Regions from separate parts of the Rattus norvegicus genome. Here region 1 is linked to region 2. A link is a contact called in public Hi-C data. All regions are on one chromosome and are shown on one strand. Each heading gives the region's core, a stretch centred on a gene start, on an enhancer-like site or on the middle of the called end of the contact. The rest is flanking DNA. Distances are from core to core; before and after follow the strand shown. Region 1 overlaps Sppl2a (signal peptide peptidase-like 2A). Region 2 holds the start of Trpm7 (transient receptor potential cation channel, subfamily M, member 7).

Region 1 (3,545 bases), core at 674-3,173, 37 kb before region 2:
TAGTACATTTTTCACTTTCTTTAACTTCAGGCCTGTGATTTCTAGCAAATCTGTTGTAGTACAAGAGGCTGGAGGTGCTGTTTGGACTCATTGTTGTAAATGTCCATTTAGTACCTTCTCAGTTTGACCCTTTGCCTTCCTTGTGACTCTGTGCTTTATCTTAGTAGGTCATGAAAAACGTGTGTCAGGTGCTGCTCATTCCTGGTTTTTATGATTTTCAAAATCCAGTTTGTATGTCTTCTCCCTGGTCTGCTGATGCATTTTTTCCTATGAAGCATAAAAGCAGATGCCTCACACAGAGTGTGGTAGTGCACACCTGTATCCCAGAGCTTGGCTGCAGAGGCAGGCAGCTCAGGAGTTCAGGGTCACCCTTGGCTAGATGAAAACGACAACGAAAAGGTCACTTTGTGTACTCTTAGCCTCAAAGCTTCACCTCCAGGCAGACAGGGTTACAGGAGAAAACTTGTTTGTGAACACCTTGTCTAGCCCACAGAAAAGACTTCAGCAGACAGGGAGGAAGCTTCCACTCAGGAGGATGCTAGGATTGATCAAAGAAAGGAGGCAGGGTTGACCCGGAATGGGAATCAGGCTGAAGAAAGTTGTCATATTCTATAAGGTTGGGTCTTTTCAAATTTGGCTTTATGATTTTATTGTGGGAAATACCAGAAGATCAAGTGCATTTTTATTCAAATAAGGTTACTTATATTTGGTAGAAAGCTAAATTTAAAGAATTCTAGTGTCTTCTTCTCTGATGCTGAAAATGTCTAAGAGCCATAATACACATAGTAAAAATATTAAAATACTTGAAGTTCACCACCTATTAACATGTTAGATGTCAGTATAATCCAGATCTCCAGGTGTACTTGAATAATATGCCCATCTGATAATTACTGAGCTCTAGAAAAGTGTAGTGGTGTGCGAGCTGTGTTTTGTTTCAGATTCAATGTCTACTGTTTGTAGAGTCTGTGGAAGAGGCAGTTGATAGCCCATGTTCAGTTGGCAGTAGGCTGTGTGCCAGGCGCTGTCAGTCATCCTTGGGTTGTGCTAGGTTATTCTCTTAGATGACTGAACAACATCTCTTCCTCCCTTTAGAATGGAGAGAGCATCATGGTGGAACTTGCTGCTGGGCCTTTCGAGAATGCTGAAAAGGTGGGGATGGTGTGAACAGCAATGTTCATCCAGTTGCTGTCTGCCTGTCTGCTTCCTACTGTAGCTCATTGGTCATGGGTGCATGCTAAGGTGTTATCAAACTTATTTCTCACAAAGATAGCCATTTTCTTAGTTATTCTAAATTATTAAATACCTATTGACTTGGGTTTCATCCTAGAATGATGGAAACTTTGTGGAAGCCACTGCTCTGCACTCAGCTCCCCATGAGAAAGTAAGAATTGTATTTCGGATAAGTTCATTGGACTTTAAATCATACCCTCTGTGAGGAAGCTCTTCTTTGGGTGGGGAAAATGTAGACTGACCAAAACAAAACAACAACAAAACTTGTCAAGATCCGAGTCCTATTCTTGGTAAAAAGAAAATAAAAATGTAAAGGTTAGCTGTGGGGGGAGTATGTGCATACTGTTCATCCTCCATGTGTTGGATATAGTTCCTAAAAACTACATGTCTTATTCCTTCAAGTTTTTGTACAATCAGTTTCAGTATGTATTATGTATGTGTATGTTTATGTCATCTTTAGTTAGATTTTTTTCAAATAATCATTCTAAAAACATCAAAACGATTATTACAGTGTCAGTGTTTCTCTTCCTAAAAGAGAGATTGGGAAGAGACTTACTGGTTCATTCTCTCCTTCTCTCCCTCTCTCTTCTTCCTTCCCTTTCCTTCTCCCTGCTGCCCTCCCCCTCCTCTCTTGTTTTTCTTTCTTACAGTTGCCAGTAGTTATCAGGGTGCCAAAGCTCATGGATTACTCAGTCATGAGTGTGTGCTCAGTGCCCGTTTCAGTGCTGGGGTTCGGAGATATCATTGTTCCAGGTGAGTGAATGTAGTGACTTTAGCAGAAGCATATTACAGCTTCAAGAATGATGTTCACAGTGTCTGGTAAAAGTTACACAGCTCTATAATTTTTGGCTGTTATTAGAACTGAGATCAATGACAGAGGTTTAAAAAAATGCACTGCAAAGGGTAAAAGAGAAGTCAACCCTCAGGACAGCCAAGGAAAAATGTCTGCTGCTAAAAGGTGCCTTGGGACAGCAAGGATCCATTTATCCTTTTCTAGAAGAACATGTTTCATTTCCTCCTATTTGATAGCAGTAGTGATATTTTAGGGAGTGCTTTAGGGATGTCAGCAAGGTAGGGTTGAAGAAGAAAAGGAAGAGAACCCCAGCTTACATGGCCTTATAATAAAAGACAATCCAGTGGGGAACCAGTCACACTAGTCTGTAGGTTGGGGTAGGCAGACACCTGCTGGAAGACTAGAGGTTTCAAGACAAGGGACCAGACGAGGCTAGGACACTGGATGTGAGACTCAGGCTAGATATGGGGAAATTGTGGAAGGGAGGGTCAAGGAGAGTTACCTGGCTAGACACTGGAGATGCACATCTAAAGTATGTATTTAATACATATAACATGAGATTTCTTCTTCGGTGATGTTCAACAAATTTCTTCTAAAAATGGGTATTGAGGGGTTTTTTTTTTGCTTATATATTTGGATATATCAGCTTGCATTTCATTTTTTAAAATTCTTAGTATTGGGGCTGGAGAGATGGCTCAGCAGTTACCAGACTTGCTCTTGTAGAGGTCCCAGGTTCAATTCCTGGCACTCACCCAGTGATCCAAACCCTGCAAGTTCAATTCTAGGGGATCTCATGCCTCTTTTGACAGGCACTAGGCACACACATGGTGCATATGCATACATGCACATACATACAGGTACCATCAATGTTCAAGCCTGTAAAATAAATAAACTTTTAAAAAAAATTTAATCTTTTCTTACACTTCATATTTTATCTTCATCTACCCTCTGCCCACATCCCATACCACCCCCACCCGTCTCCATGAGGATTCCCCACCACCACCCCTCCCCACTCCCTGGGGCCTCCAGTCTCCTGAGGGTTAGGTGCATCTTCTCTGACTGTACCCAGACCTGGCGGTCCTCTGCTATGTATGTGTCGGGGGCCTCACAGAGGCTGGTGGTGCTGCCTGGTTGGTGGTCCAGTGTCTGAGAGATCTCAGGGGTCCAGGTTAACTAAGTCTGCTGGTCCTTGTACAGGGTCGCCTTCCTCCTCAGCTTCGTCCAGCTTTCAACCACAGGGGTCAGCAACTTCTGTTTGTTTGTTGGGTGCAAATAGCTGCATCTGACTCTTTGAGCTGCTTATTGGGTCTTTTGGAGGGCAGTCATGATAGGTCCCTTTTTGTGAGCACTCCATAGCCTTAGTAATATTGTCAGGCCTTGGGGTCTCCCCTTGAGCTGGATCCCACTTTGGGCTTGTCACTGGACCTCCTATTCCTTAGGTTCTTCTCCATTTTGCCCCTGCAGCTCTTTTAGACAGGAACAATTCTGGGTCAGAGTTTTTGACTGTGGGATGATCATCCCT
Region 2 (3,316 bases), core at 254-2,753:
GAGATCTAGAGACACTTGCAGTGTGAATGTTGGTTCTCAACCTGTAGGCTGCATATCAGATATCCTGCATTTCAGATATCTACATTATGATTCATAACAGTGGCAAAATTACAGTTATGAAGTAGCAATAAAAAGAATTTTATGGTTGGGGGAGGGTCACCATAATATAAGGAACTGTGTTAAAGCCACACAGTGTTGGTAAGGTTGAGAACCACTGAGTTAGAGCGATGAGATCTGTACACACAGGAAGAGTTTAGCAAGGGTGCCAGAAATCTGGGACTATTGAATATGTTCATTGCCTTGATTGGAGTAGTGATTTCATGTTGAAGTTTATCAAATTGTACACTTAAATGTGTCAATTATTCATCAGTGAAGCTGGTAGGGTTTTTATTGGGGGAGGGGTGTCTAATTGAGACAGTGTCTCACTAGGTATCTCTGGCAGACCTGGAAGTTGGCTTCTAACTCACAGAGATTTGCCTGCCCCTGCCTTCTAGAATTACAGGCGTTTGCCTGCCCCTCCCTTCTAGAATTACAGGCGTTTGCCATCTTGATTTTTTTTTTTTTAGACCAGTAGTGGTACATGCCTGTAATCCCAGCACTCGGAAAGTTAAGGCAGGAAGATTACAGTAAATTTGAGATTAGTCAGAGTAAAAAGAGCAAAGATAGAGGCAGAACGGAGCTTCAGGCAGTGGAGCCTTTACATTTGTAAGAGCGAAAAGATGATGTGTCAAAAGCAGATTTGGTTTTGTGTTTTTAAGACGGTGTTGTCATTCTAACCCTCACTAGTCTCGAATTTACTGCAATCCTCCTGCCTCAGCCTTTTGAGTGCTGGGATTACAGGCATGTGCCAACTACTCCAGGTCAAAACAAAAAACAAAAACAAAACAAAACAAAACAAAAAAACCAAAATCCAAAATCCTTTCAGGATGGCGAAAGCTGGCAATCCCAGAACTGTGGGATTAAAAGCAAATTCCATAGTTCAAGGTCATTTTAGGTCAGGAGCCTGAGCCACAAGGGACTCAAAAAACACTAATTGTCTGACATTCCAGTTCCAGATGATCTAGGGCGGTCTTCCGAGGACACTGCACACATATGTTACACAGACATACATGAGGCAAAACACACATACACATAAAATAAGCCACTTATAATAGCAGCGATAATAACAGACTGCACCCTTGATGGGAAAGGATAACGTGTGGGAAAGCTATCGCTAATAACCAACATAGACCGATGCGATAGCAAAAGAAACAAGACAATCGTGTCTGGCCGCGGGAGTTACTTTTTGGCGAACCCGGGGATCCGGTCATTAAAGCGGAACAAGTTCTCACAGACGGAGGCAGGGGAAGCTGAAGCCAGCAACACCAGGGAAAACCGCAGCTCTGCGCTTCCCGGCCGGCGGCTGGGCGGGGATTAGGGGTAGGCCGCAGTAAACGCGCCCTTCACGTGACACGCCCTCCGCGCGACGCACTCGACGCCCCCGTCACGTGGCTGCCGCGGCCCCGTCTCCGGCGGAGGCGGGCGCGGGCGCGTCCCTGTGGCCAGTCACCCGGCGGAGCTGGTCGCACAATTATGAAAGACTCGACTTCTGCTGCTAGCGCTGGAGCTGAGTTAGTTCTGAGAAGGTTTCCCGGGGCTGTCCTTGTTCGGTGGCCCGTGCCACCGCCTCCGGAGACGCTTTCCGATAGATGGCTGCAGGCCGCGGAGGAGGAGGAGGAGCCGCTGCCCTTCCGGAGTCCGCCCCTTGAGGAGAATGGTACGGAGCCGGGCCTGGCGCGGGCGGGCCTCGCGGGAGCCTGTGCGCCGCTCCGGGGAGCTCTGTGGCCCTCTGGGCGCCTCCGCTCGTAGCGGAGCCGCGGAGTTGACACGGAAAGGGAGGGAGGGCTGAGGTGTTACGGAAAGGAGAAGGGAGCGGGTTCCGAGCTGTGACTTATTGGCTGTGCCGCAGACTCTCTACAGGTACATTTTCTATTATTATTACTTTTTAATAGAACGGGAGTGATTTTGACGGTGTAGACTGCGTTGTGGTTCGGGCTTTTCTTTAGCAAGGGACAGGGAAGGGACAATTCCTGGGAGGCTGAGACTGCGTTGCCAGGTCTGCGTCGAACTACCTCATCTGTTGTCCCAGACAGTTTGAAGCCAATGTGCAGACTGGAGGGAGTCGGTGTGTTGCAGCGTTGGCTAGAGCTTTTGTTGTTAAGGCCAGGAACCGGATTTGGAGATTTCTTACAAAGAAAGCCATTTAGATCTAGGATCTGAGCAGGAAAGGCATTCCTGCTCAGTAGTTTAACTTGATAGGCTTTATGCAAACTGGTGTTCCTTTGCCGAAGTCTGACAGGTTTAGTTTTCTTCTTTTTCTTTATTTTTGAGACAAGGTCTTGCTTGTAACCCTGGCTGGCCTGGAACTCGCTGTGTATACCAGGTTGGCTCTAAACAGAGATCCGCTTACTTCTGCCTCCCAGAATTAAAGACGTGCGCCACCACGTCCGGCTAGGTTTAGAAGTGTCTTTAAAAAGTACATGTGAAAGTAATGCATTTCTCACTTTGGTTTGAGAAGTCATTGAAGACTACTTTTACTTGAGACTGGGTTACATGTAGCCCAGGCTGGCCTCAAATCCAGAGGCCCTCATTGAGTTCCTTATCCTCTTGCCTCCATCTTCTGAGCTCTGGAATTACAGGTGTCTGTCACCTCGCTTTTCCTATTTCTTGAAAGGAAAGTTCAAATCCCTCTACCTCTGCTAAATCATTTCATTTAAATACTTACGGCTTTGATTTAAAGGACTCTACTGGAGGGTGAGTTGAATCCAAGTGCCTTGCAAGTCGTTAAGTACTGACTATTCAGTGGTATATCTAGTTTTTCATTTTAGATGGTAAACAGCATACATTTGTTTAAAATGTTTTCATTAACCCCCCCAACCCCCAAAATAGCTTTAGTTTTGTAAGTAATTCATATATGGCACATAGTTTGAACTTAGTATCGTTTGGACATGCATAAACTTGTTGATTCTGTAAGAAGAACAGTCTCACTTTAAAATTTAAAATTAAGAATCTTAATTTTATTTTTTTACCCTGCTTAATTCCTAACTAATAGTGAGTTGAGTGATTAACATTACACTATGCATTTGAGTTATAGTAAAATCTTAGGAGAGCTTAAAATAGTGTGTGTGTGTGTGTGTGTGTGTGTGTGTGTGTGTGTGTGTGTTTCTTTTCCTCCTCCTTCCTCATTGTCATCTTTTTTTTTCCCCTCCAAGACCAGGCTAGCTTCTAAATAAGAGATCTGCCTCCTGAGTGCTGGGATTAAATGCTTGCACCACCA

Evidence for each region. A called contact is a pair of places that touch in the nucleus more often than the background predicts.
Region 1: a Hi-C map of liver shows a contact between it and region 2, with 1.5 times the contacts expected there. The contact joins the enhancer-like site here to the promoter of Trpm7 in region 2. A contact is called at or near these places in 3 of 12 Hi-C or Micro-C datasets (hepatocytes, kidney and liver).

The regions. Positions count from the first base shown.
Region 1 is chr3:134,623,454-134,626,998 of GRCr8, reverse strand. It overlaps Sppl2a (signal peptide peptidase-like 2A), which reads left to right. Exons shown (of 15, transcript NM_001107770.1): 11 at 1,093-1,149; 12 at 1,881-1,983. Among named protein-coding and RNA genes, the nearest start is that of Sppl2a, 22 kb to the left of the region's middle. Within about 2 kb of position 1,923, at least 1 of the 93 cell types and tissues checked has an H3K27ac peak or open chromatin away from gene starts, as enhancers often do. A contact at or near this core is called in liver, where this site is marked.
Region 2 is chr3:134,586,300-134,589,615 of GRCr8, reverse strand. Trpm7 (transient receptor potential cation channel, subfamily M, member 7) reads left to right here and starts at 1,503. Exons shown (of 39, transcript NM_053705.2): 1 at 1,503-1,756. The coding sequence starts at 1,754.